Regions from separate parts of the Mus musculus genome. Here regions 2, 3, 4, 5, 6 and 7 are each linked to region 1. Evidence: chromatin contacts called from public HiChIP or PLAC-seq data. All regions are on one chromosome and are shown on one strand. The core of a region is the stretch at or near the end of the contact, and the rest is flanking DNA. Distances in the headings are between cores, read along the strand shown. Region 1 holds the start of Gata3 (GATA binding protein 3). Region 2 overlaps Gm30957 (predicted gene, 30957). Region 3 has its middle 71 kb from the start of 1700061F12Rik. Region 4 has its middle 33 kb from the start of 1700061F12Rik. Region 5 has its middle 44 kb from the start of 1700061F12Rik. Region 6 has its middle 60 kb from the start of 1700061F12Rik. Region 7 has its middle 42 kb from the start of Gm13219.

Evidence for each region. HiChIP or PLAC-seq counts read pairs in DNA pulled down with a chosen protein or histone mark.
Region 2: a contact with region 1 is called in an H3K27ac HiChIP or PLAC-seq map of T-cell acute lymphoblastic leukemia, with 16 times the contacts expected there. The contact joins the enhancer-like site here to the promoter of Gata3 in region 1. A contact is called at or near these places in 4 of 39 promoter capture datasets (cranial neural crest, hippocampal neurons, liver and 1 more), 9 of 484 Hi-C or Micro-C datasets (CD8 T cells, Th1 cells, Th2 cells and 4 more), 16 of 115 datasets of contacts at active chromatin or transcription factors (DN3 thymocytes, the SCID.adh cell line, T-cell acute lymphoblastic leukemia and 12 more) and 3 of 9 other capture datasets (adipose tissue, embryonic stem cells and liver).
Region 3: an H3K4me3 HiChIP or PLAC-seq map of the SCID.adh cell line shows a contact between it and region 1, with 25 read pairs. The contact joins the enhancer-like site here to the promoter of Gata3 in region 1. A contact is called at or near these places in 5 of 39 promoter capture datasets (the 3T3-L1 cell line, 3T3-L1-derived adipocytes, embryonic stem cells and 2 more), 1 of 484 Hi-C or Micro-C datasets (group 2 innate lymphoid cells), 13 of 115 datasets of contacts at active chromatin or transcription factors (DN3 thymocytes, the SCID.adh cell line, T-cell acute lymphoblastic leukemia and 9 more) and 3 of 9 other capture datasets (adipose tissue, embryonic stem cells and liver).
Region 4: a Foxp3 HiChIP or PLAC-seq map of regulatory T cells shows a contact between it and region 1, with 11 times the contacts expected there. The contact joins the enhancer-like site here to the promoter of Gata3 in region 1. A contact is called at or near these places in 4 of 39 promoter capture datasets (the 3T3-L1 cell line, HPC-7-derived erythroid cells, cranial neural crest and 1 more), 2 of 484 Hi-C or Micro-C datasets (the N1E-115 cell line and embryonic fibroblasts), 15 of 115 datasets of contacts at active chromatin or transcription factors (the SCID.adh cell line, T-cell acute lymphoblastic leukemia, astrocytes and 11 more) and 4 of 9 other capture datasets (adipose tissue, embryonic stem cells, liver and 1 more).
Region 5: an H3K27ac HiChIP or PLAC-seq map of T-cell acute lymphoblastic leukemia shows a contact between it and region 1, with 8 times the contacts expected there. The contact joins the enhancer-like site here to the promoter of Gata3 in region 1. A contact is called at or near these places in 2 of 39 promoter capture datasets (cranial neural crest and embryonic stem cells), 5 of 484 Hi-C or Micro-C datasets (Th1 cells, embryonic stem cells and uterus), 17 of 115 datasets of contacts at active chromatin or transcription factors (CD8 T cells, DN3 thymocytes, the SCID.adh cell line and 10 more) and 3 of 9 other capture datasets (adipose tissue, embryonic stem cells and liver).
Region 6: a contact with region 1 is called in an H3K4me3 HiChIP or PLAC-seq map of the SCID.adh cell line, with 14 read pairs. The contact joins the enhancer-like site here to the promoter of Gata3 in region 1. A contact is called at or near these places in 7 of 39 promoter capture datasets (the 3T3-L1 cell line, cranial neural crest, embryonic stem cells and 2 more), 1 of 484 Hi-C or Micro-C datasets (uterus), 14 of 115 datasets of contacts at active chromatin or transcription factors (DN3 thymocytes, the SCID.adh cell line, T-cell acute lymphoblastic leukemia and 10 more) and 4 of 9 other capture datasets (adipose tissue, embryonic stem cells, liver and 1 more).
Region 7: an HNF4G HiChIP or PLAC-seq map of pancreatic cancer cells shows a contact between it and region 1, with 8 times the contacts expected there. The contact joins the enhancer-like site here to the promoter of Gata3 in region 1. A contact is called at or near these places in 6 of 39 promoter capture datasets (the 3T3-L1 cell line, cranial neural crest, embryonic stem cells and 2 more), 1 of 15 datasets of contacts at CTCF or cohesin (the NIH/3T3 cell line), 3 of 484 Hi-C or Micro-C datasets (the N1E-115 cell line, adipose-derived mesenchymal stem cells and group 2 innate lymphoid cells), 15 of 115 datasets of contacts at active chromatin or transcription factors (the SCID.adh cell line, T-cell acute lymphoblastic leukemia, bone marrow-derived macrophages and 9 more) and 4 of 9 other capture datasets (adipose tissue, embryonic stem cells, liver and 1 more).

The regions. Positions count from the first base shown.
Region 1 is chr2:9,876,814-9,881,000 of GRCm38.p6, forward strand. It overlaps Gata3 (GATA binding protein 3), which reads right to left and starts at 1,787. Exons shown (of 6, transcript NM_008091.3): 1 at 1,592-1,787; 2 at 539-1,171. The coding sequence starts at 776.
Region 2 is chr2:8,953,611-8,957,797 of GRCm38.p6, forward strand. All of the region lies in intron 1 of Gm30957 (predicted gene, 30957), which reads left to right. Among named protein-coding and RNA genes, the nearest start is that of Gm30957, 8.8 kb to the left of the region's middle. Within about 2 kb of position 2,086, at least 4 of the 459 cell types and tissues checked have an H3K27ac peak or open chromatin away from gene starts, as enhancers often do. A contact at or near this core is called in the SCID.adh cell line, T-cell acute lymphoblastic leukemia and Th2 cells, where this site is marked.
Region 3 is chr2:9,116,019-9,120,205 of GRCm38.p6, forward strand. No RefSeq gene overlaps it. Among named protein-coding and RNA genes, the nearest start is that of 1700061F12Rik, 71 kb to the right of the region's middle. Within about 2 kb of position 1,678, at least 7 of the 459 cell types and tissues checked have an H3K27ac peak or open chromatin away from gene starts, as enhancers often do. A contact at or near this core is called in DN3 thymocytes, the SCID.adh cell line, T-cell acute lymphoblastic leukemia and 2 more, where this site is marked.
Region 4 is chr2:9,153,963-9,158,149 of GRCm38.p6, forward strand. No RefSeq gene overlaps it. Among named protein-coding and RNA genes, the nearest start is that of 1700061F12Rik, 33 kb to the right of the region's middle. Within about 2 kb of position 1,854, at least 2 of the 459 cell types and tissues checked have an H3K27ac peak or open chromatin away from gene starts, as enhancers often do. A contact at or near this core is called in regulatory T cells, where this site is marked.
Region 5 is chr2:9,230,978-9,235,164 of GRCm38.p6, forward strand. No RefSeq gene overlaps it. Among named protein-coding and RNA genes, the nearest start is that of 1700061F12Rik, 44 kb to the left of the region's middle. Within about 2 kb of position 2,309, at least 1 of the 459 cell types and tissues checked has an H3K27ac peak or open chromatin away from gene starts, as enhancers often do. A contact at or near this core is called in T-cell acute lymphoblastic leukemia, where this site is marked.
Region 6 is chr2:9,247,229-9,251,415 of GRCm38.p6, forward strand. No RefSeq gene overlaps it. Among named protein-coding and RNA genes, the nearest start is that of 1700061F12Rik, 60 kb to the left of the region's middle. Within about 2 kb of position 2,228, at least 2 of the 459 cell types and tissues checked have an H3K27ac peak or open chromatin away from gene starts, as enhancers often do. A contact at or near this core is called in the SCID.adh cell line, where this site is marked.
Region 7 is chr2:9,308,146-9,312,332 of GRCm38.p6, forward strand. No RefSeq gene overlaps it. Among named protein-coding and RNA genes, the nearest start is that of Gm13219, 42 kb to the right of the region's middle. Within about 2 kb of position 2,391, at least 7 of the 459 cell types and tissues checked have an H3K27ac peak or open chromatin away from gene starts, as enhancers often do. A contact at or near this core is called in the N1E-115 cell line and pancreatic cancer cells, where this site is marked.

The DNA.
Region 1 (4,187 bases), core at 537-3,036:
GAGAGCAAAAGGAAATAGAAAGAAATGCACGTATTTGGGCCTTTTCTGAAAATATAAATGGAGAAACAAAACGCAAGGCTCTGGCGAAAGACCCCTTCACCGGCTAACAAGAAGCTGGAAGTCCTTCGGGGGAGCCCAGTTCCAGGCCGGCCTGGCCCGCACTGCTGCCCGGCCTGAAAGGCTCGGCGCCTGCAGGCAGCGCTTGAGATTTCTCCCTGGCTGCAAAATCTACAACCTCGTGTGGACCAGGACTGCATTTCGGCGCTTGCCAGGTGAGTGTGCCTGGCCCCAAGGACACCGGCAAAGAGAGGTGCCTGCTACGTGCGCTCTTTTATTTAAAAAAGAAAAAAAGAAGAACTCTCCCAACCAGCGACACTGCTTCCTCGCCCATTTCCGGGCCCCCGATACTTTTTTTAAATGAACTAGTAACACACTTAGGAGCTTTGGCTTGCTCTGCCCAGCCAGGGTCTCTGGCGGTCTCGTGGACCCAGGAAAACAAACGCGGATCCAAAAGGTTCCAGCGCCAAGGTGGACTCACCGTGGTGGGTCGGAGGATACCTCTGCACCGTAGCCCTGACGGAGTTTCCGTAGTAGGACGGGACGTGGTTGCCTTGACCATCGATGTTAAAAAGTACGTCCACCTCTTCCGTCAGCGGATACTGAGCTTCCATGTACGAATGGCCGAGGCCCGGGTGGTGCGTGTCTGGGTGCTGACCGTTGAGGACCGCGGGGTGATGGTGGCTCACCCAGCGCGGCTGGTCCGCAGTCACCTCCATGTCCTCGGCTGTGCTCGCGCCCTCTCGCCCGGCCCGGAACCCTCGCGGGTAGAGGGAGGGCTGTCGGCCTGGGAGGTCCGCGGACTCCTGCCGTCGGAGGCCCAGGAGAGGGGTCGTTTAATGGTTTGTTTGCAGTTAAGGGTATAGAAAAGGAGAGCAAAAAGGAGGGTTTAGGGAGGAAAGAAAAATCTTTGCGGGATAGTTTAGCAAAAGAAAGGAAGGGAAAGAAGAAAAAGAAAAGAATGAGGGCGATCCCCCCCCCCAAAAAAAAAGCAGACACGGAGGAATAAAGGGGTCAAAAAAAAAAAAAAAAAAAGGAGGGAGAGAGGAATCCGAGTGTGACCACACTGCACACTGATTCCTTGGCGCTCAGAGACGGTTGCTCTTCCGATCACCTGCAAGGGAGAGAAAGAGAGACCTGAATGAGGTGTAAGAACTTTTAACACCTGAAATTCTGGAGGGCACTAGGTCTTCGCAAGCTTCCTGCAGGGCCGACTCACCCGGGACGTGCACACGCACGCGAAGACCCGGAGGGAAAGAAGCCAAGCTCCGCAGCACACCTCCGACAGCCAGGCTCGCAGGAGCCCAGGACTGACTAAGCAATTAAAACTTGGGGACAAGTCCTCCCTGGAGGACACCGGCCCCAGGATCTTTCCAACCACTACAAATCCTCCAAAAGGAGAAAGCTGAGCTTTTAGTTTACAAAAAACCAAACAAACAAACCCCCAAACACACACACACAAACAGTCCCTCCAAGAGGAGGGAGTGATATCAAACTTAAAAAAAAAAAAAAAGTCACAAGTCACAATACCAACCTGAGTAGCAAGGAGCGTAGAGGAGGAGGAGGAGGCGTGTGACCTGCCCGGTCAGATTGCGTAGCTCTCTATGTCTCGCTCTCTCAGTCTCTCTCTCTTTCTCCTCTCCCTCTCTCAGTATTTTTTTTTTACAGGGAATGCATTCTTTCTGAAACTATCAAGACGGCGCCAGGCAGCTCAGTGTTCGCAGACAGCTGTGGCGCGACGCAACTTAAGGAGGTTCTAGTGTCATCCGCGCCGAGGGGGAGGAGCCTGGCGCTGGCAGGAGGGGACACGATCCTCAGCACAAGGAAACTGCAACCCAAACCCGCTCCAGGACTTCACCTCCACCCCCATCCCATCCCCCCCACCCACCCCGGCACACCGCCGCCCCTCCTCCCGCCCCTCTACTGACCGGAAAGGGGCGCCGCCAAGGGCCGCCTAGGGCAGAGGGGCCGCGGGCAGGGTGGGCGAGGCCCGCCCGGGCTTGGGGCAGAGGGGACAGGCAGGAGGGAATTCGCTCTCTGGCCCTTTAAATGTAGCAAAGCCGATTCATTCGGGCTCAGTAGATTATTCCGTACGAGTGAAACCCGGCTGCCCCATTCATAAAGCTAATTTCCATAAGCAGACTTTTCGATACTTTTTTAAAAATGAGCAAACTTTTAAATTAGGATTCAAGCCAGAACGTTTTTCAGTTTATATCAGCTTAGGGGCTATGTGCATGTAAAACAGATTAGAAAAGTTTCATGGCGAAGTAACTGAAGATTTGCCTCCGAACCAGCTTTCCGGGAGGCTGCTGAATCGCGCGGAGGACCTGGGCTTTGATTCGGACGCCCGCGTTATTGTTATGGTCTCTGCTTGCTTTCCCAAACCTCTCCAGAACGAACAGCGTCAGCTGTTGCAGCTGTCTTTTTCGGATCTAATGATATCATCAATGTGTGCTTTTGACCTTAGTGACAACGCGATGCATAAAAAGCTGGCTTAGCGAGACCTAGGCTCACTGGTCCCCGAAGTACCGTGTACAACTAACTTGATCTTTGCTGCGATAGCCTAACTTTTCTCTTCGCCTAGCTCGGGGTGCTACTTTATTCTGCTTTCACCCGAGGAAAACGGTCCCCTCTATAATATCCAACCCTGACCTCCGGGGTGGACCCAGCCGCAACTTCCCTGGACATTTTGGGTCTCTGGGACAGGGTCTGGTGGGAGGGCCGCAAGCTGACACAGGAGAGAGGCTGGAAGACGCCCAGTAGAGAGGCTGGGCGGACGAGGGCGGGGCCATTTGTAAGGACCAATCATCGGGAGATACCACGACCGGGCCGCAGTCGCCCCGCCCCACGGGCTCCAACCTCTGCGGCCCTGTTCCGTCCTTTGAGTCACTGCATCCCCTAGTGGCGTTGAGGTTTCTGCAGCCTGGGTCCAGAAAACACTGCCCGGATGAGCAAGGTCCGAAAGAGACTTCGGGTGCACCCCAGGGCAGTGTAAGAGGTGTTCCCATTCCACCCTCCAGGGCAGAGAGCTTGGCTTTAGAGGGTTACTGGAACTGAAGGCGTCATCCCCTCTTCATTTCTTTACCCCATAATATTTCCCACTTATTCAAAACTTGGATTCCCGACAAGCCCTTTCTTAAAAGTTCCAAGTAACTTCTTCTATTCTACTGTGGAGAAAAGCCATCAATATCTACCTTGAAGCCAGTGGAGTGCGGGGAGAGGGAAGGTGCGTTCTTTTTACAATACAACCCTTGAAGAAGACAAAATTTATTTAGAAATGTGCCCTGCGGGCTTGGGTTTGGAGCTTCTCCTGACACCCCCCCCCCTTTTACATCTGATCTTTGACTGAAATCAAGGCTGAATTTCTAAATACAAATTACGAAGATACCTTTTTTTTAAAAACGAGTCTTCCCTCCCTTCTGAGTTCACCCTGCACCCCTTGGTCCCACGTTTATGAGGGCGGCCCAGTCTTAGAATATCGATTTTTTTACTTTCACTCTTTGACCAACCCATCTCTCCTGGGCCAATCAAGCTGCCAGCATCTCTTCCAGCTCACGGCGCTCTCAAAACCTTTTAATTATTTAGTTGCTGTCTAACATTCACCGGAAACCATTCCATAAACAAGCAGAGAAGACCGCACACACATTTTTGCTAAAAGGCCCGGGATTAAGATCTAGAATGAGAGTTTAAAAGGGAAAAATACTATTGCTGTATCACTCATGAGTTGTATAAGGCATCAGTCAGCCAGTCCCTAGTTCACAGCTTCGAGAAAAGTCTCGAGTAAGCATATCTCTTTGGTCCCGGGCACCGAGATGTAGATGATAATAATAATAATTTTTTTAATGCGCAAAAGAAATCCTTCTGGAGACAAGAAAGAAAGCTGCTGACGCCAAGAACTGAACATGTTAGTCTATACGGCTTAGAACGTATTTTTAAAGACTGAAAAAGAATATACTTCTGAAAAGGATGGCTTCCCTAGTAGGGGCGCCTCTCTAATAGATGTAGTAGTGGGGATGGAGAGGATTATTCGTCTTAATTCAATCACCAGAGGAGCTAGACTGGATGCAAAGACACTCCCCTCCCTTGGAAAAACAAAATATCTAATAGGCCCCTCCAGGTCTGAGGTAGTT
Region 2 (4,187 bases), core at 836-3,335, 920 kb before region 1:
TACATGCCTATTCTGAACAATGTCTCTGCTTCTTTCTATTCACATAAGGCAGGACACACAATCCCAGACACTCTCCTGAGTTCCTCCTTTCCTATGCTGCATGTTCAATACTTAATGGAGTATTCACTACAACAGCAAGCTCTATTAGATGTCTATGCTCTAAGTAGGTAAGAACAGCCCAAAATCCATATATAAGTACAAATGTGTGAAGAATGACCTAAGCTTAAAAAATGTGACAAATACTTGGAAGAAAAGAATATATGCATATACTTATTTCCTTAAGCTACAAAGTTTCTTGTTCATTTGTTTTTCATCCCTTCTCCCCCATTCCTTTTGAGACAAGGTCTTATTATGTAGCCCAAACTGACCTGAAATTCATTGTCCTCCTAGCATCAGAGCTCTGGGATTCTAGGTATGTCACAACATTTGATCCACTTTCTGTTATGTTCTGAAAGTTCTGATAATATCTGTATGTTCTATCAAACTCTCTAATGATAAAACATGAAGTGGCATGACAGCAGCTCAAAGGATAAATAGAGGGGGCAAGATGATGATTTTACATACAAGCTTCTACAGTACTGTCTTCATGTGTCTTAAAACATGTATGTTTCTTGGTCAGTCATGGGGACAGAGTCGGTTGCTGAAATCTACCGCTCTCATGAAAATCATAATCAGCAATATCACGAAAGTATAACTGAGATGTAATGGAGCTCCTATTAATTCTTTTCTTTTCTTTTTTTGTTTTTTTGTTTTTTTCAAGACAGGGTTTCTCTGTGTAGCCCTGGCTGTCCTGGAACTCACTCTGTAGACCAGGCTGGCCTCTAACTCAAATCCACCTGCCTCTGCCTCCCAAGTGCTGAGATTAAAGGCGTGCGCCACCACCGCCTGGCCCTATTAATTCTTAAAAGACACATTTTTTTCCAAGTAATACCACAGCCAAGAAAAAGTAACTATGTGAAAACCAAGTGGACTTTCAGGACATGCAAACAAAAGAAACCGAATCAAATCATTTATAAAACAGAAAGAAAGTGCAATTCATCACACACACGAATCAGGATTCTTTCTGAAACTCCTTGTATGATCTGTCAAATACTGAAAAACCTTTCAGAAAAATCCATATATAGTGCTAGTTTCTGTTCTTTCTCTTCTATTGCTAAATGAGACCCAGAGAAAATGGTTGCTGATTTGAGCTTTTGGACAACATAAACTAAGGAAAGAAAATAATATAATAAACTATTAAAAATTAATTTGGAGATTTTTAGTATATAAATGATATGAACTTAATCATATTTAACTTATACATTGAATATAAAGGTATTTTCCAAGAACACTATCAAATCATTGTCCTCTGTAAGTTTTGAAACAGTCTAGCTGCACAGCCTTTGCTCTATGGGGCTCCCATTCTCCTGCCTCGGCCTCAACAGTACTAGAATTATAGGCATCCACCACAACACCTGGTTTCAGATTGTAGTCTTGAAATTCAGGACATAATATAAGTTAATGTGGCAATTTAATTTATGCCTCTGATTTCTTCACTTGATTGACACTTAGGGTGCTTTAATCCACCTCCATTGTCTGTACTTTTATGAGCACACTTGAAGGTCGACCTGGACACAGACAAGGCACACCCCGCTTTGTGAACTATATCAAGCAACTTGCAAGTGAAATTTGCCTGAAGTGATTCTCACAAAGCAATGTGTATATCAACTGACTAGATGTATGAGTCAATTTAGTCAAACAATACTAAGTAATAAAATATAGAAATTAAGATCTATAGAATATCCGAGTTCAATAAAACTTCCCATATTTGACTTTTATAATTTATATAATAGGATGCTGTCACCTCGTGCACATGACTTAGGAAATTGACTCAGAATTTTGGTTCAAACCCTCCTTCAGCTCAGTTCCTGGGAACACAGCTGTTGATATATTCTTAAGCAGAGGTAGAGCTTTCCACTCTGCTCATAGTCTAAGTCTGGCAGGCTTTTTCTAAATGTCAGTGCGATCCCTAGAGACAGGTCCTGCTGCTGTCCTTTGAAAAAGTAGAGACTCAGAAGTTTGAGTTGGTTTAGTGGTAAAGTAATAAGCAAAGTCCTTAGATGATTGGGTGCCTGGCAGTATCAAAGAGGCTCTGGTCTCAGAGTAGGTGTCAGGGAAAGCTAACTTTGATAGAGCATTTAAAGAAAAGGAGACAAAGGGGAGAATCAGGCAGATGTAGTGGGGTGAACATCGCACACCAGGAAGTGGAATTGCAGCTGACATTGTTTTACTGCAACGCTGCTGTGTCTTTCACATTTCACCTTAGGGGCTATATGAGAAAATGCCACAACTCCTTTAATTATTTTAAATTCCTTCATAGTACATAGAAGACACAAGAGGGATGGGGAGGGGGAGAAAGAAAGGAAGGAAGGAAGGAAGGAAGGAAGGAAGGAAGGAAGGAAGGAAGGAAGGAAGGAAGGAAGATGGATGAAGGGATGTAGGGAAAGACAGACAGACAGAGTGGGGAGAGAATGATTTGATGCTGTGGTTCAGATGTGGGCTAGACAGTGAGACATTGCTTGTTTCAAAAACACAAACATAAAGAAGAAAAGAAATGAATGTTTTTTTTTTAAATCTTGACAAAAACAACAACAAAAAGTTATTCAGCCCAGGGTGAAAGAAATCCCTTCTAATAATACAGGACAGATGTGATTTTCTTTTATTATTACAAATTCCCACATCTCTGAATTACCTTTCTCTCCTAGTCAGTATCCACAGTCGGTCAACATGATACTTGTCTTTCATATAAAGGATTTTTCATGTCTGGCTTGTGGTAATAATGTACACCCACTGACCACACAGTGTAAAGAGTGCACTAATGTGCAATTATACATTAGTGGAAATTGCATTTTTCTTCTTTAAAATTATTTAATTTTGGGAGACATTTCTTTCTACTTCTCTTCATTTTCTGTGGTTAATTTGTGATTAAAATATATACCTCCCACTTAGAATTCAATTATTTTATAAAATCTGAAGATTAGAAACTCTCTCCTAGCATTAGCTTTTGTTACAGCTGTCACACTTACCCAGGTAGCGGCTGTTTGTACCTGGTACTTGTTAGTTGCTGCTCCATGACAGGAAAAGCACAGCGGACCATGACATCTTTCCTGTTGGCAGAATTCAACCTTCTCCTGGGCTCTAAGGACAGTAGTTATTTTGTAAAATATAGTATGATTAGATAATAAGGTTCTCTCCATCCTAGAGTTAGAATTTTTTCCTTTGCAGATATGTTTTTCTCTGAATAAAGATATTGAAATAATATTATATGGTTTATTATTCTAATGCTGGATAAGAATATTAAGGTTTTTTTTTCATTTTTCATAAAAATGGGGGACCCCTCCTTCCTTCTGCCTATTTGTCTTTCCTTCTTTTCTTAATTCCTTCCATTCATTTTTTTTCTTTTATTGTGGAAGATTCTCCTGTGGCCAAGGGTGGTCTGAAACCTGTTATGTAGCTGAGATTCTCCTTAAGTTCCTGGTCCTCCTGCCTGCTCTTCCAGAGCACTGGGGTTTCAGGTGTGCTCTACCATACTTGGGCAGCCTTCCAGTTTTAATTAACTGACAACAGATTTAAGGATTATCCCTAAATTTCTGTGGATTGCCTAAGGCTTTCAGAATGCAAGTGTTTACATTCATAGTCAGGATGAAAAGGAAACTCAGTTAGCTGGCTTGCGTCTATAACTGAGTCTAACCACTCTTTCTCATTCTTGAAGTTCTATGTTAGTAAAACTAGGTGTTTTTAGGGTAAACACCTTTATGTAGCAGCAAATATGTCTTATAAACTCTATCTACATTGCCTAAACAATTTGATTTTTTTTTTTTACTTGAAAGGACTACACTGAATTAAATTGATTATTAAAAACTAAACACCAGGAAAATAATTATTTATTTAATTATTTACATTTTGAGATACAGTCTAATTATTCACCTAAGCTTGCTTCAAAATCACTGCAATCACCCTACCTCAGTCTCCTAGAATTATAAAAGTGAGTCACACTGCCTGGCCCAAGAAAAAAATAAAAGTCAAAATAGCAAAAAGAATCTGAGGTAAAAATTACAAGTTGAAATGACAAAATGAATATTTTCAGAGATATTTGATTAAATTATAAAAATAAATTGTATGCAAGAAAGTGTCACACCTATAATAAA
Region 3 (4,187 bases), core at 428-2,927, 760 kb before region 1:
TTACTTAAGAAAGTTCTTGCTAGAGACCAGTGATGTCAGGGAATGGTTGTGTTTCTTATCTGTCCAGTACTTACACGTGTGTAGTATCAACTTACTTTTTAAATACACTTATGAGAACAGTGTCTTAAGCAGTATCTAACGGAAATTAAATGAATGCTTTGCTTCATAAAAACTATAAAACAGGAAGGCAACCATTACCTCTCTAAAAGATACTAAGCTATGCTAATATATTTTAACAGAGAAATCTACATGAATATTCTAAAACAATGCAAATAATGGAAGGTCCATAGACATCATAGTACCAACAGTATTATAAACACAGGGGAGTAGATTACTAATATCATTACCAGTGATAATATCATTAATCGATGTTTACTATCAACAATGAAAATCCAAAAGAAAAGAGACACAGTAGGTGTTTATCTGTCGATATTATATCTGTGAAGGAAAATGTAATGAAAATTTCTCATCTCATAGTTTATACTATTAAACTTGATTTTTGAAAGTCTTTCTAGAAGTATGGATTTTATATAATACACATTTCTTTATTGCTCTAAATATCTGATTATCTGTCTATAAATGCCAGTCTCAACAGGAGAGAATCCAAATATCCATGAATAACATGCACATATATCCACATACATACATATATACATATGTACATATATACAATGCCAAAAACCTTACTTACATACATTTTTTATGGAGCAACTGTATTGCCATCAGTATTTCTAAACGTACTAACAAAGAAGTAAGAGATTTTAGATAATTCTTTCAGTTTACAGCACAATTCTTTGAAATTAACCCACAAATTGGTTTTAGCTCATGTTTGTATGTTATCAAAGCCATCTTTCTGACGTAGACATTTGTTCTCTTAGGATGCTTACAAAGATGTTTATCATGTGCAGAGAACCTGCTTGCCTTTGGTGGTTTTAATCACAGTTCAGCATCTTTGCATTGAGTACATTACTTTTCTTTCAAATAACCATGCACACACTACCATGTCAAAACTGTAGTCTCCTTACATGGGAGCCATTACTCTCTGACCGTGTGTAAAATCCTTTGAGGTTAAAATTTCAGTTTATTCAAGAAAACTAGAACTCCCCACCACCATGATAAATGACTCTATCAAACCTTAATCAGTGGCAAAACTGTTTCCACAGAAAAATATACTTTCATTGCCGTTTGAATAGACTGTATCATCTATTGACAGTGTGCAATACAAGTCCATTTCTTTCACATTAGATAATGCTATCAAATCACAGGGAAAATCTTTTTTTTTTTTAAATGTGAGTACAACCTTTCTTTAGACAGGTTGTTCTCAGAAAGAAGTTCTTATTTGTGCATCTATTCACATTAAGATTTGCCTAGTATGCAGTTGTCTGGAAAACGATGAGGTTTGTATGTTTATAAGCAAAGCCAACTCATGTGTTACATTTCTCTTTCAGCAATGTGTTTCCATTAAATATACTGTAAAATATTTCCATACTGATCTGAGGATGAACTTGCATTGAAGTTAAGCAACCTTAACAATAAAGGCAGCGACTGCATCCACACTTCAGAGGTTGTTCAAGGAGCAACAGTTAAATTCACAGGGAATTCTCCCCTTTGAAGAGTAGTAACACAGGAGCCCCGGACCTTCTAACAGACAGCTCATTATTGCAAGCTGTCTATGCAAATTGCTCACTGACTACAGGCCCTCAGGGGAGGGTTTTTCTGTTTTCTCTCTCTGGTACTAACCTAGTATAACTCGCCATATTACTGCCCTCTTGCCAGTAATGATGGTGATTATTAGTAATAACTCTGAGTAATGAGGTTTTCTTCCCTGTACTCAAAATAATTGCTCCGTGTAAATCCACTGCAAGTTTTACGGTGCTCTAAAGATTAGTAACATTAGAAACTTGGCAAATCTTACTTATAGAGGCATTTTACCTAATGATCTAATCCATCAGTTCCCTGGCTTACCAGTCCAGAGACTCACTTATTAGGAAGAACCTTCCTTCTTTTCCTATCTGCACTAGGAAACAACCTAGACAGACTGCTTTTTATGGACGTCTTGAATGTATACACTCTACTATACACATGGTGGCCCATGAGACAATTCACTGCATTAGGCCCTTATGTTGAACTCTACCTTAAGTGATCTCTGATTTAAGTAGTGTTAGAAGAGATTTATCTTGTACTTTGATATCTATAAGCCTAAATTGATACCTAAATTCTAGATTAGGTTATAGCTATGAGGGACTTGTAAGCAATTGATCACGTGTGCAAACTAACACTTGAGAGGGTCAACAGGAGGGGGGGGGGATTAGTTGTTCCCTTGCTTTTCGAAATGTCATCACCTCTAGGATGTCCCAGATGCTCCAGCTAAGGAAAATACGTGAGGGGAAAAACATCATTCCTTGATGCTGGTCGTGTGTGTGTGTGTGTGTGTGTGTGTGTGTGTGTGTGTGTGTGTGTGTGTTTACACACATGCATGCCCATATTTATGAACATCTGTGTACGTGGTAGTGGGCCATAGGACAACTTCAGTATTCTGCCTCAAGGGTAACAACCCTGTTCTATTTCTTCTTTCTTTCCATTTGTTTGTTTGTTTATTTGTTTACATCTTATTGCAGACAGGGTCAGCACTGGAGTCATGATCACCGGTTTCCTTACCTGGCTTTTCTTTTTTAAACAGAGGATCTAGGGAAGGGACTCTTCTGGTCATCTCACCAGTCCTGCCAGTGGCTATTTTACTCAATTTTTCTCGCCTGACTGTGAGTTCTTGCTATGGTATGGAGGAGCATTGATTGAAGTGAGGAGAGGCATATGTAAATACAGGTGACTCATCCATCCCGTGTTCCGGTGGTGCTCTGGACAAAGAAGAATTAATCTGGCAAAGACAATAAATCAAGGATATAATCCAGAAAACTCCTTTGTCCCCAAATCTTTAGATCAATACGATCTTTTCCAATGTTGTGGCGACAGCACAGGTCTATGTTGTTTCCCACCTTAAATGGCACGCTGAGCAATAACAATGTAGACATAATCCAGGAATCTATTGGGGGTCCGTTTTGTGTTGGGCATGGGTCTCCTAGAAAGATTTGTGTTTATAACTAGGAGTTTAAATTGACTTGCCTATCCCTACTCCAAAACCATATCACTTCACTTAATAATAATATTTTAGCAATTCTTGATATTTATCATCCTTTATTTAGCTGCTTCTTCTCTATCTTTGTTCTGTCTATACTTACTACAAAATGAAGTTTAATCAGTATATTAAATGATTTTGAAATCTGTTAGAATTTGAAATGAGATCCGTAATATTCTATTGGAATATTCAGTTTGGGATTTTGAGATTTCTAGTATATATTTAATCAACAAATATCTTATTATATTCTAATGTCTTTATTTTCTACCTTATTAACTTATTTCATTTTTATTTGCCTTATAACTTTACCTTTAATATAACAATATCTTCTAACTTAACATATCAGCTTTAATTCATAAAGACTAATTATTTTTAAAATTCATTTTATTTTACCCAATAAATGTGTCCTATGAGTTTTAAGTAATTTAGCTGAAAATGATTTACCCTTGAGAACTACTTTCAAGTTACAACTTATATTGTATTCCATTGTTTACCTTTGAACTGTACAAATTCACTGTATTTATGTTATTTTCAATTTTACTTTCATTATAATTAAGTAATAAGATTCCATTTTTGACACAAGCACATTGTGCTCTGCCAGGCACAGTCTTCATACTTTTCCAACAATTGTTTTTAGCTTCTTTCCAGCCCTGATCTTTTAGAATAACTAACTTAAAACTACCGTCTTTCCATTTACTCTTAGGTCTCTTTCTTAGCTTTGATCATCTCTTGGAAGTGGTTCTTTAAAAAGCTAAACAACAGCCCGTAATCTCCTCCTCCATCAGCTACGTCATATCATTGTGACAAAAACACCCAAAAGGAGGAGAAATTTCCTTCATTTCAGGTTTCAGAGGTTCACATTGGGAGAGAAAACCAAGTGTAAGAGCTGGGCTCATCAAGATTGGGTGGGAAGGAAAGAGAGACTTGCTTGCCAACTTGACTACCTCAGGAATTAACTAAAGCCCAAGAGCCTGGGTACACATGTGAGGGGATTATTATTGCTATTACCATTATTATTATTATTATTATTATTATTATTATTATTATTATTATT
Region 4 (4,187 bases), core at 604-3,103, 720 kb before region 1:
AAAGAAAAAAGGAAAAAATATGCCCAAAGTCTTTAGTCATCAGGGAAATACAAATCAAAGCTGAGATTCTAACTTACACCAATCAGAATGGCTAAGATCAAAAATTCAGGTGACAGCATATGTTGGCAAGGATGTGGAAAAAGAGAAACACTCCTCCATTGCTGGTATAATTGCAAACTGGTACAACCACTCTGAAAATCAGCCTGAAGTTTCCTCAGAATATTGGAAATAGATCTACCTGAAGATGCAGCTGAACGACTCTTGGGCATATACCCAAAAGATGCCCAACCATGCCACAGGGACACATACCCCACTGTGTTCATAACAGCCTTATTTGTGATAGCCAGAAGGGAGAAACAACTTAGATATCCCACAAATGAAGACTGAATGGAGAAAATGTGGTTCATTTACACAATGAGCTATTAAGAATGAGGACATCATGAGTTTTGCAGGCAAAAGGATGGAACTATAAAATATCATCCTGAGTAAGGTAACTCAGACCCAAAAGGACATTCATGTTATGTACTCACTAATAAGTGGACAGTAGCAACAAAATTACAAAATACCTAGAATACAAACTACAGAACTTAAGAAGGTTAACAAACAGGAGGGCCCAAGTGAGGATGCTTCAATCCCACTTGGGATGGATAATAAAGTAATAGCAGGAGGCAGAAGGAGGAGGAAACTGCAAGAGAGAGAGCATGGGGAGGGGAAAGGGGGAACATGTTCAGGTATTGGGGGGAGACAGGAGAGAAGCCCCAAGGGCCAGCAGAATGAATGAATGAATGATAATATGCAACATTGGAGTAGGGGGATGGGAGGTAGGAAAACCCTCTAGAAACTATGGGAGACCAGGGAGGTGAGAGACTCTCAGGATTCAATTGGATGAAAGGCCTAACAGTAGGAACAGGGAACTCATAGAGTCCACCTCCAATAGATAGACAGAACCTCAAGTGGAGGGATGGGTTTGCCATATCACAGTCAAAAACTCTGACCCAGAATTGTTCCCGTCTAAAAGAACTGCAGGAACAAAATAGAGAAAAGACTAAAGGAAAGGCAGTCAAATGACTGGCCCAACTTGGGATCCATCTCAAGGGGAGTCTCCAAGGTCTGACACTATTACTAATGCTATGGTGTGCCTACAGACAGGAGCCTAGCATGACTGTCCTCTGGGAGGCCCAACAAGCATCTGACTGAGACACCCAACCATTGGACTGAAGTTGGGGACCACTGTGATTAGGTTAGGAAAAGGCTAGAAGAAGCTGAGGAGTAGGGTGACCCAATAGGAAGACCAGCAGTCTCAATTAACCTGGACCCCTGAGATCTCCCAGACACAGAGACACCAACCAGTCAGCATAAACAAACTGGTCTGAGGCCCCTGACACATATACAGCCGAGGACTGCCTGGTCTGGTTTCAGTGAGAGAAGACAGGCAGAACCCGGGAGAGTCTTGAGTCCCCAGGGAGTGGGGAGGCCTGGCTGGGGGTGGGGGGAGTGACATCCTCTTGGAGACAGGGAGGAGGAGGAATGGGATGAGGAACTGTGGGAGGGGGTACTGGGAGAGGGGCAACAGCTGGACTGTAAAAAAAAAATAAAAATAATAAAAAATGTATATCCATTTTCTAAATTTAGTTGTTGACTTTAAACACATACTCTAACCTATATGTTCCTTTGCATACAAATAAAAATTAATAAAAACAAAAAAAAATCTCAAGGAAACTAAAATTCCATCCTACGCATTCTTCATTAAAGGTCATTTTGCTTTGTTGATGAAATCTACATGGTGATGAAGACCTAGCTTCCTGAGGGGTTTCCCCCTCTTGTGATCTTCTGTAGATTTCACATCTAGTGATGTTTTAATTGTGATTTTTATCATAACTCTTCATACCAATCAATTGCTCGCAAAATTAAACCGTGTCATCCGTGTGTGACTGAAATGAAGAATCACTGTGCCATCATCTTTGTTGGCTGGACTTTTGATCCTGGAAATGGTTCTGAAGCATTAGATCTAGTGATGATCGTACTCATGATTCAATAAGCACCAACCCTGAGAATTCCCATTCTTTCATCTTCCTTCTGACATTTACATGCAGATTTCAATTTAGGCATGATCAATAAATCTACATCTACTTTCATGTAGTAATTGTTTCTTTTGATATGATCTGTTTTATGTAAAAATGAAGCAAGAGACACAACTTTGTTGAGGCACAGCCATTTGTAAAGCAATTTGCTTCCCAAACCTACAAATATGAAACAGTAGTCTTCCTTTACCATCCTTGATTTTTACGTTATTTTATAAAAAAAAAATTTTTTTTAAATCCAGGGACTCTAAGTTGTCCAGTCAAAAACTTGTGCTCTAATGTTGGATGGAGCTGTGTTAAAAACAAATACTAAGAGTTCTGAGTTCACTGAAGTGAAGGTGTAGATGTAATATTGCTTTAAAAAACACATATAGCCTCAGTGTATACTAATCCATAGGACTATAGCCTTTGTGTATCCCTAGGTCTCCCATGACTCTTCACTATAACAATTCCATCTTTCTACATAAATCCACAAATATTATTCTATCAGTGTTGGGAAAGATATAATGTTTCACAAAATACATGGTTCAGCTTGCTCCATTCATCTTATTAACTACAAATTCACACTATCTTCTTCTTAATGTTAGGAAAAACTGGTAAAAGAGAAGCTGAGTTTCTAAGACAGTGAAAATGCACTCATACCCAAAGAGCTCTATGTAAAATGGTACATCTTATTAGCGAAAAATCAATGCACACTAACAGATTAAGATTTATTTTGATCCCCCAAAGAAATAGAAGCAGTCATTAATAGTCTCCCAATCAAAAAAAAAGCCCAGGACCAGATGAGTTTACTGCAGAGTTCTATCAGACCTTCAAAGAAGATCTAATTCCAGTTCTTCACAAACTATTCCACAAAATAGAAGCAGAATGTACTCTACCCAACTCATTCTATGAAGCCACAATTACTTTGATATCTAAACCACAGAAAGACCCAACAAAGAGAACTTCAGACCAATTTCCCTTATGAATATCGATGCAAAAATACTCAATAAAATTCTCGCTACGAGAATCCAAGAACACATCAAAATAATCATCCATCATGACCAATTAGTTTTCATTCCAGGGATGCAGGGATGGTTTAATATCAGGAAATCCATCAATGTAATCCATTATATAAACAAACTCAAAGACAAAAACCACATGACCATCTCATTAGATGCTGAGAAAGCATTTGACAAAATCCAACACCCATTCATGATAAAAAAAAAGTCTTGGAAAGATCAGGAATTCATGGCCCATACCTAAACATGATAAAAGCAATCTACAACAAACCAGTAGCCAACATCAAAGTAAATGGTGAGAAGCTGGAAGCAATCCCACTAAAATCAGGGACTAGACAAGGCTGCCCACTTTCTTCCTACTTATTCAATATAGTACTTGAAGTCCTAGCCAGAGAAATTCAACAACAAAGAGAGGTCAAGGGGATACATACTGGAAAGGAAGAAGTCAAAATATCACTTTTTGCAGATGATATGATAGTATATATAAGTGACACTAAAAATTCCACCAGAGAACTCCTAAACCTGATAAACAGCTTTGGTGAAGGAGCTGGATATAAAATTAACTTAAACAAGTCAATGGCCTCTCTCTACACAAAGGATAAACAGGCTGAGAAAGAAATTAGGGAAACAACACCCTTCTCAATAGTCACAAATAATATAAAATGCCTTGACGTGACTCTAACTAAGGAAGTGAAAGATCTGCATGATAAGAACTTCAAATCTGAAGAAAGAAATTAAAGAAGATCTCAGAAGATGCAAAGATCTCCCATGCTCATGGATTGGCAGGATCAATATAGTAAAAATGGCTATCTTGCCAAAAGCAATCTACAGATTCAATGCAATCCCCATCAAAATTCCGATTCAATTCTTCAACGAATTGGAAAGGGCAATCTCCAAATTCATCTGGAATAACAAAAAACCTAAGATAGCAAAAACTCTTCTCAAGGATAAAAGAACCTCTGGTGGAATCACCATCCCTGACCTCAAACTGTACTACAGAGCAATTGTGATAAAAACTTCGTGGTACTGGTATAGCGACAGGATAGTAGACCAATGGAATAGAATTGAAGACCCAGAAATGAACCCACACACCTATGGTCACTTG
Region 5 (4,187 bases), core at 1,059-3,558, 650 kb before region 1:
TGGAAATGGGAGGTCAGTATCGATCATTTTTAAGGGGAGTTGTTATCACGTATGCTATGGGTTGAGTATTTGTATTCTCTCCAAACTTAATGTTGAAACTTAAGCTCAGAGGCAATATTAAAAGGTGAGACCCTTGAAAGATAATTAAGCTCTGAGGACTCCTTGTGCTTGAAGGCATCAAGATCCTTCTAGAAGATGTGTCACCAGGGATCTCCTGCACGCAAGCCTCTTCAGGTTTCAGTGCTTGTCTCTAGAGAATGTACAACAAGGAGCCATCTTGAAGCAGATGGCAAACCTGTCAATCCCTTGAGCTTGGCCTTCCCAGGCTCTGTAATTGTAAGAAACATACTCATAATATCTGTAAGTTCACACAAAACTCATCATAGGGTCTGAATTTTTCAGCTAGACCTACAGGTACACTAAATGTGGTACAAGATCAATAATCATAAGAAAAAATGCAAATTGAAACCACAGTATGACATCACCTCACACCTGGTAGGATCAAAGGTAAAAGATAAGAAGCATTGGCAAGATTATAGAGAAAAAAGGAGCCCTTGCACATTGTTGGTGGGAATGTAAATCATTACAGCCTTTTTGGAAAAATGACATGAGGGTCCCTCAAAACAAATATAAGCTGCTATCTTAACCAACTGTGCCACTTCTGAATATGTACCCAAAGTAAATAAAGTCAGTTTCCAGAGGGGCATGTGCATGTCTTCACGCCTGGGGTTCCTCAGCGAGGTATGTATGTGTCCTTGTGCATGGGGCGTCTTTTTATTACTGTTTGTTTTGTTGTTTCGGGGGTGAGGTTTCATGTAGTCTTATCTTAAACTCCTGATCCCCCTGCATCCTCCTCCCATGTTCTGGGATGCTGATATTGCTCTAACTGCTAAGATCCACCAATACTTTAAACATGACTGCTCAAAACTCAGAGTAAATAACACACAATAACTATTACATTATTTAAACAAAATCTCCTTTCCCATTTGCATTTTTGCTCTGTGCTCCAACATACCAAAACCCTTTTGTGAATTAGAAGTTTATCTTTAGAAAAGAACATTCAATGTTGCTTCTTCCTCATCCTATACACTCTTCCTATGATCTTCTAACCCTTGTTTTGTCTGTAGTTGTACCTGTAATCATAATTAGTATTTTTGAATATTTGCTTTTAGCTATTCTTTGAAAAATGTATACATGTAATTGCTAATTTTATTTTTCCTTTATTGCCTCATAAATTGCTGTTTTCTGTTTCTTAGATAATAAAAGTCAGACTTTGACACATGAATTAACCCAACTTTGATAGAGTCCAATGCCTTCCATTTGGAGTACTCTCTATATCTCCTTGTCTCATATACACTGTCCTCAATCTGACCTTATTGGTCCATTGACATGAGATTTTTACAGTTCACAATTAACATAAACTCTTCACCACAGATCATCATGGATTGACCCCCTAATGACATACTCTGATGGCTTGAAGATATCATCCAACCAAATCAGGTGATAGCTTAATATTAGCTAACATAGAGCTTTCATTCTCTCTCTCTCTCTCTCTCTCTCTCTCTCTCTCTCTCTCTGTATGTGTGTGTGTGTGTGTGTGTGTGTGTGTGTGTCCCTCCTCCCTTCTCCAGCCCCCCTCCCTCCCTTATGAGGTCTTTACACATGCTCTGATACCTTAAGAAAGCCTTTACCAAGTACAATGCATGAACACTGGACTTCCAAGCCTCTATAATCAAGAATCCAAGAAACTTTTTATTTTAAAAGTGATCCTGTTTATAGTGTTCTGGTTTAGGAACACACACACACACACACACACACACACATGCACACACACACACACACACACACACACACACACACACAGAAGGGGGGTAGAGAGAGAGACAGAGAGACTAAAACACTCCCCTGACTCCTCTCATCCTTTTGCTATTTTTCCATCTCTTGGAGAGTTTTGTTGCTTCATATTGAGTAAGCAATCCTATATCTAACTTCAGGTCACCAAGCAAACTCTTCAGCTTCTTGGGAGAATCCACCAACATATCTGTACCAGGGTGTCTACCGTCACTCAGGTTAAAGTTATATATGATTGTCTCAGAGAGTGTTTCTGTGGCCTCCTAATCTAAAATAGTCAGTCAGTCCCCAAAATGTTAACCTACTAGATTTATTGAATTTCTTACAAACATACAACCTTATTATATCATTTTTCCAAAATGGCTGTAGTGATTTACATTCCCACCAACAGTGCACAGGGGCTCCTTTTTCTCTATAATCTTGCCGATGCTTATCTCTCTCACCTTTGATCCTAGCAGGTGTGAGGTGACATCATGCTGTGGTTTCAATTTGCATTTTCCCTTATGATTATTGATCTTGTACCCCATTTAGTGTACCTAAATGGTGCAGGTCATTTGTATGTCTTATAGATGAAAATTATCTCTACAGGCCCTTTGAGCAGTTTTGTGTAAACTTGCCCTGACCAACAATGCAGTTACACTGCTAATATAAGGATTCTTATATTCTACTGTATGAAACATTGGATTTCTTTTTCTTTCTTTCTTTGTTTAAATCAGCATGATGCTTCATTATCGTATCTTCAAATAAAATTTGTTGTTGTTGATGCTCTTCTCCATCCCTTATCTTCCATGCCCAGTCTTCAATGCTGATTAAAATGCTATTAAGTGAAACTAATCATTGAGTTTAGCACTTTTGAGAAAGGAATATGCTTGTATTTGTATATATTCTCAGGTGTATATGCATATGTGTGCACACTCAATAGAGGCCACAGTCAGACATTGCCTGTCTACCATAACTGCTCTCTACCATATTTTTTAAGGCAAGGTCTCTCACTGACCCTGGAAGATGCTGATTCAGGTGGACTGGTGCTCAGCAGAGCCCAGGGAGACTCCTGTTATCTTTTCAACACAGTGGCTCATGTTGCCACAACTGACCTTTGGAGATCCTGTGATCCTCTTGTTTGCCAAGCAAGAGCTTTATCAACTCCCCATCCCCAGAATCAACATTTTTGGTTGCTCTAACTTCCTCTGTAGGCCATGTTAATTAAATATACAAACTCTTCTGGAAAAAGGGAAATGGCAATGCCATTTTCAGGATACAGTGTGTCAATTTTGTTTTCCAGATAAACACTATTAGAACTTTACAGAAAAGGAGTCTTTGTGTTCAGCGATGCGTGACAGAAGCCAAAGGTTTAAAAGAAAACATACAGAGGTGTCCGTTGACATTCCATCTAGTAACCCTTTTAAACAGATAAACTTTTATCTCTCACTCTACCAGATTTTAATCAGTAGCTTGGTTTGCATGTACATTGTATCACTGAGGCAACCTATCTACTGGAGTTTTTTTATGCCCCTTGAAATCAACTATTTTGGGCACCAAGGAAACATTTCACTGTCTTGTTTCATTTCTTTATTCACATTAGCATAATGGCTTTTAATTGGATTGTGCTTGTGATTAGAGTCAGCACAGGTGGCATTGTCTCTAAGAAATTACCTACAAGGCAAGAGGCTGCAATGGAGCAGTATCTGAAGATACCAGCTCAGCCAAAGGTGGGCGAGGAAATGGAGAGTCCCAGTCACCTTTTTCATATGTAGTGGAAGTCCATTGGACTATCCATAAAGGCTTACAGACTTGAATATCTAAAATGCTTTTGTTTGGATTTTTTTCTTTTTTCTTTTCTCTTCTTTTCTTTTAAAGCAACAAAAACAATAGGTTTTACTATGTCATCTTCAAACAAAATTTGTTCCTGTTGATTACCCATCTCCATTCCTTCCATCCTGTGCTCCTGTTTACTGTGGCTCTTCTACCCCAGTGCTACCTTTCTGCTCTCGTGTCACATGTTTCCTACTATGTCCCAATACCTTACTTTCTTACCCTTGTGGTCTTTCTAGTTGCACAGCCCATCCCCACTCTAATACCTTCTATTGTGCACACATACTGGTAAAGTGAGCTAGAATCCATATTTGAAATCCAATATACAATTATTTTCTTTCTGAGCCCAAACTACTTTTCTTGCACGCGCTCAACTGGCCAGGAAGAACGACGCTGCAACAGGATCCTTCTGCACACGTTTATTGGGAGAGCATTGATTGCATAGGTGAAAGAAGAACAACCCCGAACAAGGAAAATGATGCTGCTTGTATACCCCTCCATGTGACGTGTCAGCTCCTGATTAG
Region 6 (4,187 bases), core at 978-3,477, 630 kb before region 1:
CATGCATGTCCTTTGGGGCCTGGGTTACCTGACTCTGGATGATATTTTCTAGTTCCATCCATCTGCCTATAAAATTCATGATGTCCTTGTTTTTAATAGCTGAATGTCATTCCATTGTGTAAATGACCTGAACTTTGCTCAGCAGGTCTTAAGTCCAACTAGAGAGTTATTATGTGTCAAGGTATGTGTTCTACCCTAAGCAAAGAACTGCAGTTACCTGAGGAAACCTGGGAATGGCAGAGGTAGTCCTCCCCAGGGAAGAACACAAAAGTTGGTTGTCTAGCTCTTAATATTCATCCCTGAAAACACATACAGGTAACAATATATGTACTGAATAGGTTATATATAGAAATGTATGTTATATACAGATATGTATTAACAAACAATTAGGAATAGAGATAGAGTCCATAAATATGAAGGGTGGGTATACAAGATTTATAGACGGGTTCCAGGGGGAACATTAAGAGAGAAATATTGTAATCAAATTATAATCTCAAAGAAAAATTTCCTTAACTTTTCCTGATTAGAATACATATAATATTTTGCTTCAGCTTACTTTTGTTCACACAGATCTCCTCTCAGAGCATCAAGCCAATTGCCAATGCCTAACATCGTACACTGAGTGCTCACCACAGTGACTGACAGGAGTCTAGAACATACCTGTTTATTCTGGTTGTTTACTCTCCTTTTCATAGACCAGCATTGGAAAAGGAGCTGGGAGGGTAATCTTGCTGGACACAAGCCAAGGACACAGCCACCCTACACTTATTTATTCTTTTGACAAGACCATCTCATCTGTACTGATTTCTGCTACTTATCTACCAAATTTAATCTACAAAAAAACTTTCCAGATGCATTACAATGTATTAGTGATTATTACTAAATTCTATAAAGTCCATTTCTTGTATTTTTAGTTTATATTTATTTTCAGACAGAATCTCAGTATGTGGAACTTGCTGTGTAGATCAGAGAGACCTTGCACCACAATGTCCAGTTTACTCATTTTATTTCTAATTGTCAAGCAATAGTCGTAAATACTCATGGGGGTCAGTGTAATATTCTGATAGATGTTTACAATGTAAAATGATTAAACCAAGGAAATTAACAAATCAATTCCTTCATACTGGACTTTTATGTAGAAAACAATGGTTGAAGTCTACTTTCAATAATTCTGCAACACACAAACATTTTTATTATAATCATCACTGTTGTCAACGAAACACTAAGGCCCATTTCTCCAATGTAAATAAGTAAAAGATGTTTAAAACTACTGTGTAGTTTTAAAAACATCCTACCACCATTGGCCTGGAGCTGCAGCCAACTGTGCAACCAGCCCCTCCCAGCTCACTTTTGTTTATCCAGGCTTAGATCTGAGATTCCTACCTGCCATTGCTCCTGGAGAGGTTGTATTACCAGCCCACTCTTGAGACCCTAGAATTCACAAATAAAGCACACACAGACAGCTTTATTATTTTAGAACTTTCCGGCTAGACATGAGTGCTGGGCACAGATACTTCCTGCCTGGAAAGGCATTCCCTCATCAACTATTATCTCCATTTCTCCTTCCGCCCTAAACTTAGTAGCTTATATCAGCTGGTACCCACCAACCTCCTTGGCCATCTACCCATAGAGGAGGCCAGAGACCAGAGGTCTTAGCTGCCTGAGGCTTTACATGGTTGCAGAGTCCTCTTTCCTCCAAAGCATTTTCCCTGTGTCTCCTTTTCCTCTTAGGACCCAGAAGTTGCATTTGTACCTTCCCTCTAGCAATTAGCCCCAGCTTTCTTTATTGACAAGTCAGGAACCAATTGGGGGAAAAGACCTTAGTGACAGAACCTCCCCTTACAAAAACTATTTTATTTAATAATACTTACATTAAACTATATATTTCAAGATTATTTGTTCCTGGAGCATTTTCTTTAGAGAGCAACCACTGAGATCCTTGACCAATGGCTATCAGGGGCAGTTTGAGATCTGTCCTGGGCAAACCTCCTCATGGCACAGTACATTAGATCTAAGTATTAGTAAGTTGTATCTAAGCATCAGTAGTAAAAGGGCTATTCCAAATGGCTGTAATAACCTAGTAAGAGCAAGGAATTGATGACTGTGGATTAAAGTATCTTTGATGTCATTGATTGAATATGTGATAAGGAGCTCCCTGACACTCTATAGCTGAGACACGGTCCTTGAGTGGAGCACAAAAGAAACGAAGCCTCCCTGGAAGGCCTGCATAGATTCAAGGATTTTTATTCTCCTGAACACTCCACATTCCCTTGGGTGTATCATCAACTAATGTGTATTAAACATGCGGCTGATATATCTGTTTAACATTAAATAAATGGTCTCCAAATGAGTACACAGATGAATGATGGTGGCTTCCCAATGACTTGCATTTTTCTATAAGAAGAGACTTCACCCCCCAAAAAAAAGTAAAAAAGGGGAGAAAATTGCTGCTGAGAAGGCTCCGTGGTCTCCTCTGTGGTTCTGTGGTCTCCCCTCCATGGCTTTGTGATCTCCATGCAATCAAGGAGAAAATTTTATCGTGATTTCAACCTCAATGTGTCTTTATACAATTAGAATATTTACATACCTAAATTCATGTTTTTGTAACAGAACTTTTCTAGTATTTATGTCTCTAAAAGGAAGCAAGGCAGAGCAGAAAATATCAGACTGCCTGATATTATGTCCATGAATTTAAGGAATAAGAAACATAAAATTAAGTACAAGCTGATAATATGACCAGTGAATCTTAGGGACCTGGTTGAATTCATCTGGTTTACACTGACATTTTAATTTTTGGTTTTACATTGCCATGTCACCTCTTGAGTGGGGGTAAACATTTTAGAATATTTTAATCAAATGATTTTCATTATTTACACAATTAGGATGATGTAGCGATTATGGCAATTGTGTCCAAATAAAAATTTAATAAACAGATCTGAGAAAAATCAAACAAAAAAGACACAGGGCTCTCTATGAGTCTATGTTATGAAATTTTCAAAAATAAATAAACAACTAAAGGGCATTATGAAAAAAAGAAAGTATAGCCAAAAATTTCAACATTGTTGCTTTCAAATGTGGCCTATTTGTGTCATTAAAACATCAGGGTAAATATCAAAACCCAAGCTTGTGGTCTGAGCACTATGAGTGAGTGGTCACACTCCAGCATTAAGAACCAGCTAGCACACTCTGCCATGTAACTCCATATTTAGGTTTCTCATAAACACAAAGGGGTTTTAAGATTCAAAGCTGAAGCTGTGCATAGGGTCATATGTGCTGGGATTATAGACATGTGTCCTGTACCCAGATTGATGTCTGAGAGGAAATACAACCTTCCAGCTTGACAACTAGTGGAAAAGGTATACACTATCTAATGATCCCAAGACCAAATAGCATAAAACAACTGTGAATAATCCTTGGCAGTCCCTGTGAGTGAGCTCTCTAAGTGTAGCTTCTCCCCTTGGGACTTCACAAAATCACGACAAAGGTAACAGACACTTTTTGGTGATCAACAGACACCACTAGAATAGGATCCACTTTTGGCTTCTCTAGGTTGTTGGTAGAATTCATTCATCTATAATTATAGGATTTATTGAAGCTTACATTTTGATGCCAGCCTAAGATAGGGTCTAATATGATTAATGCAAGTGTAAGTGATAACTCTTTTCTTTGCCTTACTATACAGATTGACAGAAAGTTAGATTTGCCCAGAATGATGATGATGATGATGTGTGTGTGTGTGTGTGTCTGTATGTGTCTGTGTGTGTGTGTCTGTGTGTGTGTGAGAGAGGGGGGGGGGGCATAAATTCAAAACCATTAGAAACAGGACTCTGGAGATTGTCATAGGTTCTGTTCAGCATGACCAAGTCACCCTGCAAATTTTAAGCATTTTTGCTTTGATTATTGAAAAAGAACAGATATTGTTTCATGTGTTTGCTTGCTCTTGCTTCCCACTTCCGTTCTTGACCTCCCATCTCCTTCCTCCCTCCTAGTTCTGGTTAGAGACTCCTAAGGAGATATTGCAACTGGGCTAACTAAAGCCACAGCTTAATTGGTAGCATCTTCTGACACCAACAACCCCAAGGTCTCAAATCAAGTAGAAACCAAGTAGGGCCAAGAGTATTTCCCAGGAAGTACAAAATTTAATGTCTTCGGTCGTTGGTTTCCACAATCAAATTTCTGCTGTTTTA
Region 7 (4,187 bases), core at 1,141-3,640, 570 kb before region 1:
TGTTCTATTTTCTGGAAGACTAGTATGTTTTGTTGCCAACACCCACTCAACCACCCCATCTTAATTTTCTCTTGCTTACTTTTCCTGTACTGTTTCTCAGGATTCTCTAAAATCACCTGGAGACCACCTAGGCAACATATCTTTCAGAAAGCATCTGGCCTATTCACAGCCTATATGTTTATCCCATCTTTCCTTGCTCAAGTCCTAAATCTTCTTGTCTTGTAGACTCCAGAATGGTAAAGCTACATCTTTGGTTTAAGTTTTTGGTACCAATTTGCATCAATAGAATTGCCCCAGAATTACTGAGTTATGGGGTGTAGCTCAATCAGTGAAATACTTCCATGAAGGACAGAATTCAATCCCAAGGATCCATGAAAAAAGTCAAGTGTAGTGAGCCATGTTTACAATCCTAGCACTGTTGAGACATTAAAGGCAGGATCTCCAAGGCCAGCCAGTCTTGACTACTATACAATATATAAGCCAGTTAGAAACCCCATCTCAAAAGAATTAAAACTTAAAGAATAGACAGAACATGAGGGACAATAGCCAAAGTTGTCCTTTGGCCTTCACATACAGCTGCACCTGAACACACACACACACACACACACACACACACACACACACATCCATTTTCTTATAGTTACTAAGCACACAAACCATCAGCTGTCTATGTCTACCTCAGAATAACCTAACAAGTCTCATTAGAAGCCCAGGTCCCTGAGCCCCCCAATGGAACTTGAGCAAGCATGTCTAACAAGGGCCCAAATGATGCTAATACCGTGGTCTGACTACTTCTTTTGGATGACTATTTTAAGTCATAATGATCATTGTTCAAACTTCAATATTTCATTTCTCACCTGATCCTGTCTGCTGTTGTGACTTGGAGCACAGTAAGGGTCATAAACCTCGCTGTCACTGGAAAGGTCTTAGGAGGCCACTTGTTCCTCCTGGGAATGGCATTAATTAGTGAGCGAGCCTAGGGATGCAGACAAAGCAAATGAGGTAGGAGTAGAGACGAATTATGAAGTGTGTCTTAGATTTCATCATTACTCTACAGGACCTCAAGGATTTTAGTATCTGCTCAAATTGAAATCTATTTTCCTTAATCCAGCTTGAAATAAACACAAAAGATAAGGGGAGAGAAATGTCAAATAGTAACCCAATAAAGTGAACTCTTCTCCCTTTTCTTGTTCTTCCCTTTCTGTCTGTCTCTGTCTCTCTGTCTCTCTGTCCGCCCCCTCCCCCCCTTCCACTTCCATTATGAACATTGTGGGCCTGCCTGGCAAGAACTTATCTCCTGTGGATTATCTGTAATTAGATTGCTAGCTGCTTTGGGCAGTAGCTGTGGGCTCGTAATCAGGTTTTGTACAGTGCCTGGTAAAGTCTCTTAACCATAAAAGCACACTCAATAAATATTTATTGATGATGGTTATCTTTAATTCCTTGGGAAGTGTAGCCAACTAAGTAAGCTCCCCTACTTAACTGAATGATAATGGAATTGATAAGTCATTATAGGGAGAAAGGACAGATCTGGTAGGTTTTGTAAAACCAACTCACCATCAGATATGCAAAGTGGAGAGTAGTATTTCGTACCCCAGGGGCATGAAGAGTATGATGTGTTATTTTGTGCCAAAGTCTAAGACAGAGGCACTGGAGAAGAAAAAGCATCACACGGCAGATTCTTCAATGCGAATCTCCTCCCCCCCCCCCACACACACACACGACATCCTTGAGAGTTGCTAATGTTTGTTATATTGGAGGTTTTCTCATCACTGATCCAACTTTAAAATTGACCTATAAAGCAAATACTTAATGACTGGCAAGCAGTATCAACCACCAGATGATTTTTCTTTGTTGAAAATCATGAAGATTACATAAGTTGATACCCGATCCTTGCATGGCTTATATCATCTCTCCCATCTACAAAACATGTCTGACCTTCAAATACAATGCCTGACATGAGGATGAAGTAAGCATAGATTGCTTTTCAAAATAAAAGAAAAAAAGTAAAAGACTCCAAAATTTCTTCCAAAAAATATATGTCTAATTAAAACCACACATATGCAGAGGTTGATAATATGCCTTAGATGGCAAAAACACTTGCTACCAAGCCTGATTACCCAAGATCAATCCCTAGGAACAAGCTGTGGAAGCAGAAAACCAATTCTTAAAAGGTCTCCATATGGCATTTGCACACTTTTAAATAAATAAATAAATAAATAAATAAATAAATAAATAAATGAAAGTGAAACAAGAAATTCAAATGTCTCAAACACCCTAGGAGATTTTTCTTTTATAATCACGCCTAGGAATAAGGAAAAGAAAGGCTAGGTCTCTTTTATGCACCCAGGAAATTGACTAGTTACACTGAATCATACTTCTTTGGTTGACGGCCAAGCCAATGAGACTGTGAACTGTGACAAAGACTTTTGTGCCCTTTCTCCTACTCCTCAGGGAACACATAGAGCTAAAAAAAAACTACATTAACTCCTAGGTAAAACATTTGGAGAGTGAGAGACTGATGAGACCAAGGAGTCCAAGAAGAAAACAGAAGGATTGCCCAACATAAGCTTGTACACTGGGACCTTGGCTAGAAGACATGACCCATTGTTTCTTACAAATGATTCCCCTGGAATTCTTTTCTTGGCTCCTCACACATGCTCACCTCTTGACCTCAAATATTTCCCTTATTGCCTTGTCCCTTGCCTTTGAGCTCTGCTCCTCTCTTCCATACAGGGAGCTTCTGTTGATTGAAAAATACTTAGAAAAAAATGTAAAGGCTTTCATGCCCATTCAAAGAATAAAGACACCTTACCTTGGTCTCTTCCTGGAGCTAAGTTTAAAAGCCCATGACCTTCAGCACACAGCAAGGCTTTCTGTCTCAGTTAGGAACATGGTTTTCAGGTCATTTTCTCTTCTTTTTGATCTATAACAAGTACATGAGAAGTGTATTAACAATTGGAGCTGAAGAACCAAAAGTTCATCTCGTGACTTAAAATGGGATTGGAATTTTGGCTTTCAGAGACTGCCTTGGGATTCTTGGAATGGGGAGTCTAACACCCTGAAGACATAACTTCACTTCTCCCCGGTGAATGCTGATCATAAGGAAAAAATACTTAAATAAATGAAATACAAGACTTTTGTTGTTGTTCCATAAGTTACCTAGCAGGATGACTCAAAAACTGGCATCAAAAATGATATGCAGGGAATAATGTGAAATAATTCCCGAAAAAGGTTTTTAAAGCCAGTATAAGGATGTAAAGTAGAGTAAAGATCACTGGAGTTTGTAAAGAAAGTTAGACAAAGACTGAGTGACAGTCACAAAATACAGTTCATGGAAGAAATAAGTTGTATAGCAGATTACAATGATTATCATTTATAACAACTTAGACTTTTTATGAAGAACCAGAAAAGAGGAGGGGGTAGCTATGCTGGGAATCCTGATTTGATCATCCACATTATACATATATCTAATTACCATGCTCTGGCCAATCATTTTGTGTAAATATTAGATTTCAGGTATTTTTTAAAGCAATTGCAAAAAAGGGAAGGGGAGGGGAGGGGAGGACAGGGGAGGGGAGGACAGGGGAGAGGGGAGAGGAGGACAAGACAGGGGAGGGGAGAGGAGGGGAGGGGAGGGGAGGGGAGGGGAGGGGAGGGGAGGGGAGGAAAGGGAAGAAAGGTGGTGGCTCCTGTCTATAATCTCAGCACTCAGAAAGCTGAACACAGAAGGATTGCTACCAAGGTCAAGGCTAGCCCAGGATACCTGGCAGCCTTGAATACTCATCTAAACCTCTTCTCAAGAAAATATGAACAAGTGTTGTAGAGACACTCCAAGGTAAACATGTATCTTCATGAGCATAAAAACCTTAGTAGAAGGCTGGTGTGAGCTCCTGCAATCCCTGAACCTCTATGGGAAGTGGAGACAGAAGATCCCTAGGACCAGTTGGTCTCTTGTATGAACTAGAAAATCAGAAAAAGACCCTGTTTCAAACAAGATAAAAGGCAAGGACTGACACCCAAGGTTGCTCTCTGAATTCTACATGTGAACACACACATATAAAAATATACATACATAAACATATATGTCATGCAACACATACGTACACACAAATATACAATCAAAAATATAAAACCCAACAACAACAAAAACTAAGGTGGAGTAGATAATGGCCTGAGATGCATAC